Regions from separate parts of the Oryctolagus cuniculus genome. Here region 1 is linked to region 2. The links are chromatin contacts, called in public Micro-C maps. All regions are on one chromosome and are shown on one strand. The core of a region is the stretch at or near the end of the contact, and the rest is flanking DNA. Distances in the headings are between cores, read along the strand shown. Region 1 holds the start of OVCA2 (OVCA2 serine hydrolase domain containing). Region 2 holds the start of SCARF1 (scavenger receptor class F member 1).

Region 1 (5,270 bases), core at 210-2,709, 360 kb after region 2:
TCCAATGCAGGTGCAGGGGCCCAAGCACTTGGGCCTTCTGTTACTGCTTTTCCAGGCGTATTAGCAAGGAGCTGGATCAAAAGTGGAGCAGTCGAGACTCCAACTGGGGCCCATACTGGATGCCGGCATCGCAAGCGGTGGCTCAACCTGCTGCGCCACAGCACCAGCCCCGAGTGGGAAGAGCTTGGTGGGGGGCACTTGCACTGTAGCAGGCACTAAGTCCGACAGCTCCCCCAGCAGGCGGGAGTCGGGAGGAAAGAAGCGACAGTCGGGCTTCCCTGCGGGCCAGCGCGCGGCACAGTGCTTCAGATGCTGCTGCGTAGCAGTGCCTGGGTCTGAGTCCTGGCCCTGCTCCTCACTCCAGCTGCCTGCCCAGGAGCACCCTGGGAGCCGGCAGCTGATGCTCAGGCGTCTGGGTCCCTGCCGCCGGGGTGAAAGACCCGGGCCGAGTTCCTGGCTTCTGGCTTCGTCTTGGCCCGGCTCTGGCTCTTTAGGGTCCGAACTAGCCAGTGGGAGCTCCCTTTCTCTCTCTCTGCCTTTCAAAACCCTATCAATTAACGATGTGTTGGAGTCACTGTAGACCCCTGAAGGGTAGGTCCGCGCCTTGGGCCTGACGGGACTTCCCTTCCCAGCTGGGTGCAGGTGGCCTGTCCTCGCCTCTCCATTGACTGGGGCACAGCCTTCCCCAAGCCTCTGCTGACGCCCTATGAGGTAATCCCGTTTCTACGGTCCCCGGGAGAGGGTGGGCCCTGCACCTTGATGTGTCTGTCAGGGGAGAGGTCTAACGGAGTGGGAGGGCTGGGCAGAGGTCCCCGGGTCAGACTCCAGACTCCACAGTCCTTGAGCTCTGGGCAAGTCCCGTAACCTCTCGGAACCTCGCGTTTCCTTCCTGCGGGTTGGGACCATCCGCCCTTCTTCATGGAACTGGTGAGGACTGAAGTCTGTGAGCAGGCGCAGAAAAAGGTTGCCAAGCGTCGCCGTCCGGTTTTCTTGCCCTAGGCGGCCGTGGCCCTGCGGGACATTTCCTGGCAGCAGCCCTACCCCATGGACTTCTATGCCGGCAGCTCCTTGGGGCCGTGGACCGTGAACCACGGGAAGGACCGGCCCCCTCAGCCCGCTGGCCGGCCCGCACTCGGGAAGGTAGGCGGGAGGCAGCAGGGAGGGAGGAGAGACCGCCCCTGGGTGCGGCCTTGGCACTGGCTGCCTCCCTGGCAACACGAGCCCAGACCGCCGCCCTGCGGCCACGGCGGTAAGTGCACGGGAGCGGGGCAGAGGACGTTGCGAAAGCGAAATCCTGACCGGTCTGCGGCCCTAGGTGCAGGAGGGATTCACGCGCCCGTCTCCAGCCGCGGCTTGCGAGGGTTGCAGCTGCAGAGGCGAGGAGGTGGCGCCGCCGGCTCCGTGAGACGCTTCGGGGTCTCAGGTATCCGCCCCTGCTCTGGCTGCGCTCTGCCCCTCCCTGTTGTCATGGAAACCCCAGCTCGCTCCGAGGCCCACCCTCAAGGGTGTGGCGTCGGTATCTGGTCCCGCCCCCTCGCGTTCTACTTCCGCTCGGGGAAAGGCGGCTTCCGCCGCTGTGGAGCACGCTGCCCCCGTGATGGCCGCGCGTCGGCCGCTGCGGGTGTTGTGCTTGGCGGGCTTCCGGCAGAGCGAACGGGGCTTCCGCGAGAAGACTGGCGCTCTGAGGAAGGCGCTGCGAGGCCGCGCCGAGCTCGTGTGCCTCAGCGGCCCGCACCCGGTCTCTGAAGCGGCGGAGCCTGACTCCGGTGAGACGCACCCTGCTTCCTGCTCCGGAAATGCATCCAGAACGTCCTCTCCGTTTCGCTTCCCCGCGCCGTGTACCCCCCTCCGTCCACACCCCTCATTTCTCCTGCCCCAGACCCTCACCGATTCCAGCCTTGTCCTCCCAGGCCTCGGGGTCCAGGGCCACGGGTTCACTCCCTGCCTTCTTTCTCCACGTGTTCTCCCCTCAGCCCCCGCTCTCTCGCTCCCCAGCCTACCCCCACCCCCATTCCTTCCCTGCAGGGTCCTCCTTGCGCTCACCCCGCCTCCTCCCCGTGTCCCTGCAGGTCCCTGCGCCCCGGAGGAGCAGCCTCGAGGCTGGTGGTTTTCAGAGGCTGCAGCAGACACCTTCTCCGCGCTGGAAGAGCCCGCCGTGTGCCGGGGGCTGCAGGAGGCCCTGGCAGCGGTGGCCCGGGCCCTGAGCAGCCTGGGGCCTTTTGACGGAATCCTCGGGTTCAGCCAGGGGGCCGCGCTCGCCGCCCTTGTGTGTGCCCTGGGCCAGGCGGGAGACCCGCGCTTCCCTTTACCGCGGTTTATCATCCTGGTTTCTGGCTTCTGTCCCCGGGGCCTTGTTCTCAAGGAACCCATCTTGAAGAGCCCCTTGTCACTGCCTTCCCTACATGTTTTTGGGGAAACCGACCGTGTCATTCCTGCTCAGGAGAGCGTGCAGCTGGCCAGCCGATTCCCCGGAGCCGTCACCCTCACCCATTCCGGTGGTCACTTCATTCCTGCAGCTGCAGCCCAGCGCCAGGCCTACCTCAAGTTCTTGGACCAGTTTGCAGAGTGAAAAATCAACAAAGGCCTCTCCCCAGCCTCCCCACGCGGGGCAGCCTCTAGCGTCTTCCTGCTCCTTTCCCTCACCTCCCGACAGTGGTCAATTCTGAGGACTCAAGTCATGTGAGGCCTGCTTGTCACTGGAGGAAAGGGGAGGAGGGCACCTTGATGGAAGTTTTGAGTTCTGCTACTGAAACATGAACAAAGCCAGAGAACCCTGGGTGAGAGGAGAGTGACATGGGAAAGCGGGGGCTGGCGTCACCATGGCCGCCACACAATAAAGCGGTGACTTGGATGTTGAGCATCTTTTTCCTGGTACACAGAGTCCCACTTCATAACGGAAGTCCAGTTCCGTGGCCATCCTGGGCAGCAGGGAGATAAGTCCAGTTGTGAGCTCCCAGAGCAAAGCTCATTCGGGTGTGCACGGGTGTACTCGCGCTGTGTGGACGGACGTCCAAGGAGGAAAGGGGGCCTCGGTGGCTGAATCGGGGAAGGATTTCCATCCAGCAAGGATCCACCTGGGTTTGCTGACCTTGGGCGTCCTCCACCGTAGTCCCTGCAGCTTGTGCGCCGGCCTCCCCTCCAAGCCTGCGCGCCTCCCAAGGGGAAGGCCAGAGACGGCAGAGAATAAATGGCCTCTTCCACGCTTGACTCCACCCACAGGGTTTTGGGGATTGATGCTGGTCGTCATTGCTGTAGCGAGTACAGCCCAGACCCGAGCTCTTCACTACAGAGAGCTGTCCAAGATTTTTTTTTTTGAAGGTGGGGGTGTTGGCAGCATGGGTTATCTGTGTAGAGTCTGAGTTACCGCAGAGTGCTGGGAGGGGTGGAGGGCACTTCTCGCACTACAGTTGGCCTCTGCCTTGCTCTTGGTGTTACTTCTGTACGCCTGTTGGATTTGACCCATGAAGTTTTAGAAGACCAAAAAAAAAAAAAAAAAAAACTTTAAAATGCTAGATATTTCACACAGAAATTCAGGATTTCTGCCTTTTCAGGAAATAACATGGATCTGCACTGAAGGGCTCATGTGCCCTGGCGGCAGTCTATGAGCAGTTGTATGCTGCCCCCTGTGGTTAGGCCCAAGAGGTAAAAACGATGCCTTGCACACCCTTGCTGCTGCAAATTGGGATCGTGACAATGAAGGGACAGAGGGGAAGGAATTTCCAGCCCAGGCTTAAAGCTAGAAGTGTGTATGAGGGAGAGGGGCAGGGCCAGGAAGGGTAGGGTAGAGTGCTCACGCTGGGGTAAGGAGAGAATCAGAATGCAGGCTGGATGAGAGGGAAACGTGTGGCCCACTGGCTCCTGACCCACGAGCTAAGTCACCAGCCAGCATGCCCTCAAGGAACAAGAGAACCTCAGGTTGTGCCCTCCCCCCTACATACACAGAGGCCCACTCCCACTGGGCTCCTCTGTTGAAACCTGGAATCCTGGGGCCAACTCCAGAGCAAGTGAGTCACAATCAGTGGGGGCCAAGAACCTGCATCCTGGCAGACCACCCCTGGGCATTCGCATGTGACGCACTATTGAATAGCACTGCCTTAGGGGTAGAAGTTTCTGGTATGTATGATTAGGGGAAAACAACAAAAACCACGTGATGCTCAATCAATGCACCAGGGACAGGGAGGAAGCTCCCCAGAAGGGTCGTTGATCTAAGGCTTGCAATGTGTAGCCATGGAAAATGAGGTCTAGAGGCTAGAAATAGGAGTAGCATAGTTACTAACTGCATGCCAGACGCGGTGATAAGCAGCAGCTGTAATGTTGCCTAATTGGGTCTCACACCTTCCTGAGGTAAGCACTATTATTAGCCATCATTAGCTTAGTTTTGCAATTAAGTAAACAGGCACAGAGAGGCTCAGTAACTTAGAGTTGGGTTTGGGTGTAAGAACTCAACATTCTTGACCTTCACTGTTGCTCTTCTGCTCTACAAAGTGAGCAGAGCCGGCGCCGCGGCTCACTAGGCTAATCCTCTGCCTTGCGGAGCCGGCACACCGGGTTCTAGTCCCGGTCGGGGCGCCGGATTCTGTCCCGGTTGCCCCTCTTCCAGGCCAGCTCTCTGCTGTGGCCAGGGAGTGCAGGGGAGGATGGCCGAAGTGCTTGGGCCCTGCACCCCATGGGAGACCAGGAGAAGCACCTGGCTCCTGCCATCGGATCAGCGCAGTGTGCCAGTCGCAGCGCGCGGCGGCTGTTGGTGAACCAACGGCAAAGGAAGAAAGGAAGACCTTTCTCTCTCTCTCTCACTGTCCACTCTGCCTGTCAAAAAAAAAAAAAAAATCAGAGTGCTCACCCCCCACCCCCCCACCTGTTGGGCTGTGTCCCATCTGGGCTTCAGGTCCTCAATCCAGCAGATGTGTGTGCACACTGGATGATTTCTAAGACAGCAGACAGCTCTGTGGGTCCTCCGGTGGTTTCCCCCTCGGGCCTCAGTCTCCAGCATATCCCTACCATTTCTCTTTTCTCTCTCTGACTCCACCTTGGATTCCTAAAGCTCTTGGGAGAAAGAGTCCCCTAGCAAAGAGCCCCTCCACAGCAGTCCTGCTGCACCGGCGCATCTGCTCAGGGACCTGTATCCTCCCCTGCACTTTCTGCTTGCGTGACCAGAGCTCCGGCAGTAGCCTGATAGAACGCTTAAGAAATAGAATTCTGCTGTGCACATGGCTTTCCTTAACTCACCTGAGCCTACTGCAAGCTCACAGTACACTTGCCAAGATTATCAT
Region 2 (5,566 bases), core at 894-3,393:
AGTGCCCGTGGGCACCGCAGGTGCATGGGAACTCGCAGCGGGCACCCCAGCGGTCAGCTTGGCACTGGCACACACCGGTGGCTGGCTCGCACTGGCCGTGTGGATGGCAGGGACAGCTCTCACGGCAGTCGGGGCCCCAGTACTGGCCCGGGCAGCCTGCAGGAGGCGGGGACAGAGGAGTCAGTGGGCTCAGGCTGGGCAGGACCTTATCTAAGGCAGAGGGGAGCCAGGCTCGCCCTCTAACCATGGGGAACAGGCCCTTGGAACATGTAGCAGCAGATGCTTCTGGGGCACAGTTCATTTCCTGCCCCAGGCTCTGAACTACAAAAACCCCCAGTGGCCCAGCCTCCCAGTTCACATTCCAGAACACTTGAGTCCTAGGTACACCCAGAAGTAGCTAGGGCTTCATTCATTTCCCCTCCTCCTTCCCTGGGCTACAGGTGAATGAGGCTGTCACTCTGAGTGCAGGCCTGGCTATGGCCCACCAAGATGACAGAGGAAGCCCCATTGCCCACTGGGTCCCCTTCCAACTCAGACATCCCTGGTGCAGGTGCTCGGGCTGTCCTACTCAGGAACCCCGTTCTTATCCCCGCTTTCTGCCAAAGAGGGGCAGGGTGGCAGCCCAGCCCGGGGCTGGGGTGGTGAGGTAGTGGGGCTGGGAAGGCATCCACTTTGCAAGGCAAGATCACAGCACATCTTCCCAGACCGTGAAGGGCCCGGGTGGGTGGGGCTTCGGAGACGACGCAGGGCGTCTCCCAGGAGCATGTCACTTCCTATCCCTGGCCTCAATTTCCTCAGGGGAGCTCTTCAGAGACTGTGTTTCTGCCTGCTTTGCTGCCCCAAGCCCCGCCCCAGCTCTGCCCCGCAGCTTCACCACGCAGTTGAGACTCACGGGAGCTGCACTGGGCCCCGAAGAATCCCGGCGGGCAGCGACACAGGCCTGGCTTCACGCATACCTCGCCTTCCCTGCAGGCATCCGGCCCCTCGCAGATGGCTGAAAAATACCCCACCCAGGTCACCACGACTGGAGCACTCACCACCAGGGGATCTCCGCCCGCCCCTCTCGCTGGCTCCCAGCGCCCTGTGCCCCTCAAGAGTCACCCTGGTGGGGCCAGAGGCACACGTCCCAAGACGGACCCCGGTTCTAGGGCTCAGGTGTGGAAAGCGGCCCCAGGAGGGCAGGAAGGGAGCTCCCTCCTCTGCTACTCACGGATGGTGCATTCGTGATCCTTTTGCCTCCAGCCTGGGCAGCACTGGAGCTCAGAGGGGCTGTGGATCAGAGAGGGGTCAGCAGGGGCAGCCTGGCCCCACAAAGATCACTGTCCCTGGCCGAGGTGTGGCAGGCGGCCCCAGTCCCCCAGGGCAGCCTAACGGAACGTCACAGTACTCATGTCCCCCACCTCCTCCCTTGTTTTTCCTGCCACCCACCAGGCTGCCCCCCAACCCTCTCTCATCAGCCCCTAACCTCCTCCCTGTCTCCTTCCCCAAATGCCTCAACACCAGCTCAGCCGCCTCCCCCCTCCTGTCCCGTCACACCCACCTGCTGCCCACACAGACGTGCTGCCCACCGGGGTCCAGCGGGGAGCCCTGGGGTCCCCAGGGCCAGAGCAGCAGCAGTAGGAACAGCAGCCCGAGCCCCATGGCGGCCAGTGGAGTGGGAGGACTCCGGTTAATCTGGCCCCCACAGCTCCCAACCCCCCCCCCGCCCCGCTTCCTCCCAAGGCTTTTCCTGAGGAAACCAGGCCGGCTGGGTAGGCTGCCACGAGGCACCTCCCAGGGAGGGCGGCCGGGCGTCTGGGGAAAGCCCCGCGTCTCAGCCCTGAAAGGAAGGCGGGTGGGGAGGGCCCCGGGGGGCTTCTGGGGCTGGTCTCCATCTAGAGGGGGCCAGAAGCCACGGGTCCCGGGGCATGGGGCAGAGGCGAAAGGGTAGGGCTGCGGTGGGAGCCAGGGCTGCCCATTAGGCCACACTCCCCAGGCAAGGTCCCCACCCAGGCACTGGCCAAAGAGCCCCCGGGCGGAATGTCGGCCTGCCTCTGCTGCCGGCGGCTGGGAGGGCGGCGGGCCGCTGACACACAGACAGGAGCCATTTCCGGATGGTAGGGCTTTATTCCATTGGCTCAGGCCCTCTGGGAAACTCCCTGGGAGGAAGGAAGACAGTTCTCTCTATTGCAGGGGTGGCCGCGCAGGCACCGGAGAGGAAGCACTTTTCCCCGTTGCTCTGGAAGCTCGGTGCAGAGGTGGAGGGGTGGAGGCAGGTGGAGAATCCCCGGTGCAGGCCGGGATCAGGGAAGAGTTCCAGACAGGCTGCGAAGGAGGAAGCTGTCTCACGGGCCATCACACATCCGCCCCAGCCAGGCCCCAAAGCCAGGCCTCCAGGTGGGCTGAGGCCCAGGTCAGAGCGGCTGCCGCAGAGCAGAGCAGGGCTGGTCGGGGGGTGGGGGCTGAGGGCCCCCCAGAGGCTCCACGTGGGGTTGCTGAGGGGCCCCTTCTTCTCCAGTGCTGCTGGGCTCAGGTGTGGGGGTCTCGGCTTTATCCCGGTACCACAGGCCAAAGCTGAGGGAGAGCCAAGAGGTTCTTTGAGCCGGGAGGCCAGAGAGTCAAGGATTGGGGCTGAGAGCAAGGAGCGAAGAGAAAAGGACTTCAGATGGATGCCGGGACGGCACAGATGGTGGGGCAGCGGGGGGAGGGCACGCGGGGCAGGGAGGGGCACAGAAAACCCGAAGCCCCTCCTTCACTCCCCAACATACAAACTCTGGACTCTGGACTCAGCGGGTGCAGGCTGCTCTTCCTTATCGCCGGAGAGCAGGAGCCAGGAGCCGTCCTCGTCCTCACTGACACAGGGGGGAGAGAGGAGAGGGCCATGTATCAAGGGCCCGGGCAGCAGCGGGCCAGCACTGAGTGACCACAGCGCCCCCAGGGCTGGCGACCTGGTGACCCTGGGGAGACACAAGGCCTCTCTTTTTTATTTTTATTTGAAAGGTCGAGAGACAAAGAGACAGAGAGATCTGCCTTCTATTAGCTGACTTGCAGCAGGCCAAAGCTGGGGGCCGAGAACTTAATCCAGGTCTCCCACCTGGGTGGCGGGGACCCAATCGCTTGAACTGTCACCTGCTGCCTCCCAGTGCATTAGTGGGAAGCTGGATCAGAAAGCAGAGGAGCAGGGACTGACAGCCAGGCACTCCCGACAAGGGATGAGGGTGTCCACAAGATGCGGACACACGGCGGGGCCCTGATAAAGCAGCAGCGAGAGTCTCACTCCTCTAAGAACAAATAGACCCAGAGGGCCAACGCTGTGGCGTAGTGGGTAAAGCCCCCACCGGCAGCACCAGCATCCCCTACGGGCTCTGGTTTGAGGCCCGGCTGCTCCATTTCAGATCCAGGTCCCTGCTAGTGGGGCTGGGAAAGCAGTGGAGGATGGCCCAAGTGCTTGGGCTCCTGCACCCACAAAGGAGACCCAGAGGAAGCTCCTGGCTTTGGACCAGCCTGGCTGAACCAGCAGATGGAAGACCTCTCTCTCTCTCTCTCTCTCTCTCTCTGGCTCTACCTCTCTCTGTAACTCTGACTTTCAAATAAACAAATAAATCTAAACAGACAGACCCAGCCAAAGCAGTGTGCAGGTGCCTTCTGCAAGGCGTGCAGGCAGCACTGGTGGAGTCCAGAGAGAAGGGTGCAGGCTGGAGGGCAGGCTCGGGGGCGGCCAGGCCAGGTCAGCAGACCGGGTCTGCTAGGTCAGTAGGCTGGGTCGCGGGGACACACCTGCTCTCTGCTTCCTCTGGTGTCCCCAACATCTTGGCCTTGATCTTCTTCCGCTGCTTCCTGACAGCCACCTTCATGGCTTCAAGCAGCAGCCCGGGGACCCGGTGGTCTGCGAGCAGCTCCCTACAGGACGGGGGCAGGCAGAACGTGGTGGGGCTGCCAGCAGCGGGCCTCGCCCCGAGGGCCCGTGCGAGCTGCCTGTTCCCTGGGGGAGCCCGCAACACCCCCCAGGCCTTAGCCTGTGTGGCACCCCTCCTGGCACAGCTGCTGTGACCTTGGTACCGCCCCTTCCCCTGCTGGGATGGAGTCCCCAGAGGGCAGGGGCTGTGTTGGTACAGGGTCTGGCCAGGTTGCTGGGGTTTGTCAGTGAATACGGGAATGAGGTGGGGGTGACCCGAGGCCAGGAGCAGACACGGGCAGGGCCCTCACCGCTGGAAGTAGGCCAGCTCCTCCTTGAGCAGGAACACCTTGGCTTTGAGCTCATTGCGCTCCTGAAGGATCTGCTCAAGCTCCTGCCTGCTGAAGCCGCACTGCCCTGCCTCCGGGGGGCGCTCTGGCTGCCGTGGGGCAGCGGCCTGCGGAAGAAGCGTGGTCTGGAGGCCCTGCTAGCTCTCCCATGGGCCCAGGGCCATCGCAGGAATGCCAGAGGAAGGGACAGGCAAGGAGTTCTGGGGGACAACGGTGCTACAATAGGTGACAGCAGCTCTCAGGCTGAAAGTGGGGCCGGGCCCGGCTGCAGGTGCAAGCCCCTGTGTGCCACAGTCCGGCTTCTCGGCCGACCTGCGCAGCACAGCAAAGCTTGCCAGTGCACCCACACGGGGCCAGACGCTCTGAGTGCCGGCTTGGGTTGCTGGCTCCCTCCGGCACTCACCGGACTGTCCGGGCTCGCCCGCTCGGGTTCCCGCCTCTGCTCACACCCGGGCTCTCCGGCCTGGCCCTGTTCCCGCTCCTTTGCCAGTTCCGGGGCGTCTCGGTGCGGCACCTCACGCTCCCTCTCCCGGTCCTGGGCGGCCCGAAGCTGGGTCTGCACCGCGGCCAGCTTGTGCCGCAACTCGGCGTTCACCAGCAGGAGGCGTTGCAGCTGCTCCTGCAACTGGGGGCGGAGCCAGAGGCGGGGCCGGTGAGCGGGCGCGGGGAGGGGGGCGAGAGCCCCGCCCCCCACCCGCCGCCCGGTCCCTACCGCCTCAGTCTCTTGGCTGCGCTGCCGCAGGTCGCGGTGGTGCGCCCGGAGCTCGTCCCGCTGTCTGTCCGTCACCTCCTGGAGCTGCTGCAGCAGCGCGCGCTCCTCTGAGGAAGGAGCCTCCTGAGCGGTGGTCGGCGCCCGAGCCCGCCCGCAGCCCGCCCGAGCCTGCACTCACCCTGTGGCCCAGAGCGCAGCTCCCTGCGGAGCAGCGCATTCTCCTCCCGCAGCCGCCGCAGCTCCAGCTCGGCCTGCTGCGCGGACACCTGCAGCTGGGAGGCCCGGGACTCGGGGTTAGGGCCCCGCCAGCCCCACTGGCGGCGAGGGGCGGGGTCAGGGGCTCACCGAGTCCGGCGCAGGCCCCACGGCAGCCTTTTCCAGAAGTTCCAGCGCTCGCACTACGAGTGGCACCAGTCCGGCCGCCGCCTCCGGCCCAAACCGGCGCGCCAGCTCTTGCAGCTCAGTGCCCAGAGCCCCCGCTAGATGGTACACGAGCTCCGCGGCCGTCCCCGACCCCGCCGCCGCTCGAGGCCCCCAGCCTTGTGCCCCTGGCGCCACCCTCCTGGGCTCCATGTCCCCGGAAGGCCCAGGTGGCTATTCGCTCTCCCCCGCCCGCCCCCAAGCTGGGAA

What was found. A called contact is a pair of places that touch in the nucleus more often than the background predicts.
Region 1: a Micro-C map of ear pinna shows a contact between it and region 2, with 6 times the contacts expected there. The contact joins the promoter of OVCA2 here to the promoter of SCARF1 in region 2. A contact is called at or near these places in 2 of 6 Hi-C or Micro-C datasets (ear pinna and skin fibroblasts).

Annotation. Positions count from the first base shown.
Region 1 is chr17:47,527,531-47,532,800 of mOryCun1.1, forward strand. It overlaps OVCA2 (OVCA2 serine hydrolase domain containing), which reads left to right and starts at 1,460. Exons shown (of 2, transcript XM_002718881.5): 1 at 1,460-1,766; 2 at 2,070-3,212. The coding sequence starts at 1,598. The coding sequence ends at 2,569. It overlaps DPH1 (diphthamide biosynthesis 1), which reads left to right. Exons shown (of 13, transcript XM_008270921.4): 10 at 633-711; 11 at 1,000-1,140; 12 at 1,316-1,423; 13 at 2,070-2,851. The coding sequence ends at 1,405.
Region 2 is chr17:47,168,987-47,174,552 of mOryCun1.1, forward strand. SCARF1 (scavenger receptor class F member 1) reads right to left here and starts at 2,144. Exons shown (of 11, transcript XM_002718887.5): 1 at 1,541-2,144; 2 at 1,211-1,269; 3 at 893-994; 4 at 1-156. The coding sequence starts at 1,641. It overlaps RILP (Rab interacting lysosomal protein), which reads right to left. Exons shown (of 8, transcript XM_002719046.5): 1 at 5,282-5,566; 2 at 5,115-5,208; 3 at 4,937-5,043; 4 at 4,628-4,849; 5 at 4,186-4,331; 6 at 3,757-3,879; 7 at 2,748-2,831; 8 at 2,087-2,553. The coding sequence starts at 5,509. The coding sequence ends at 2,394.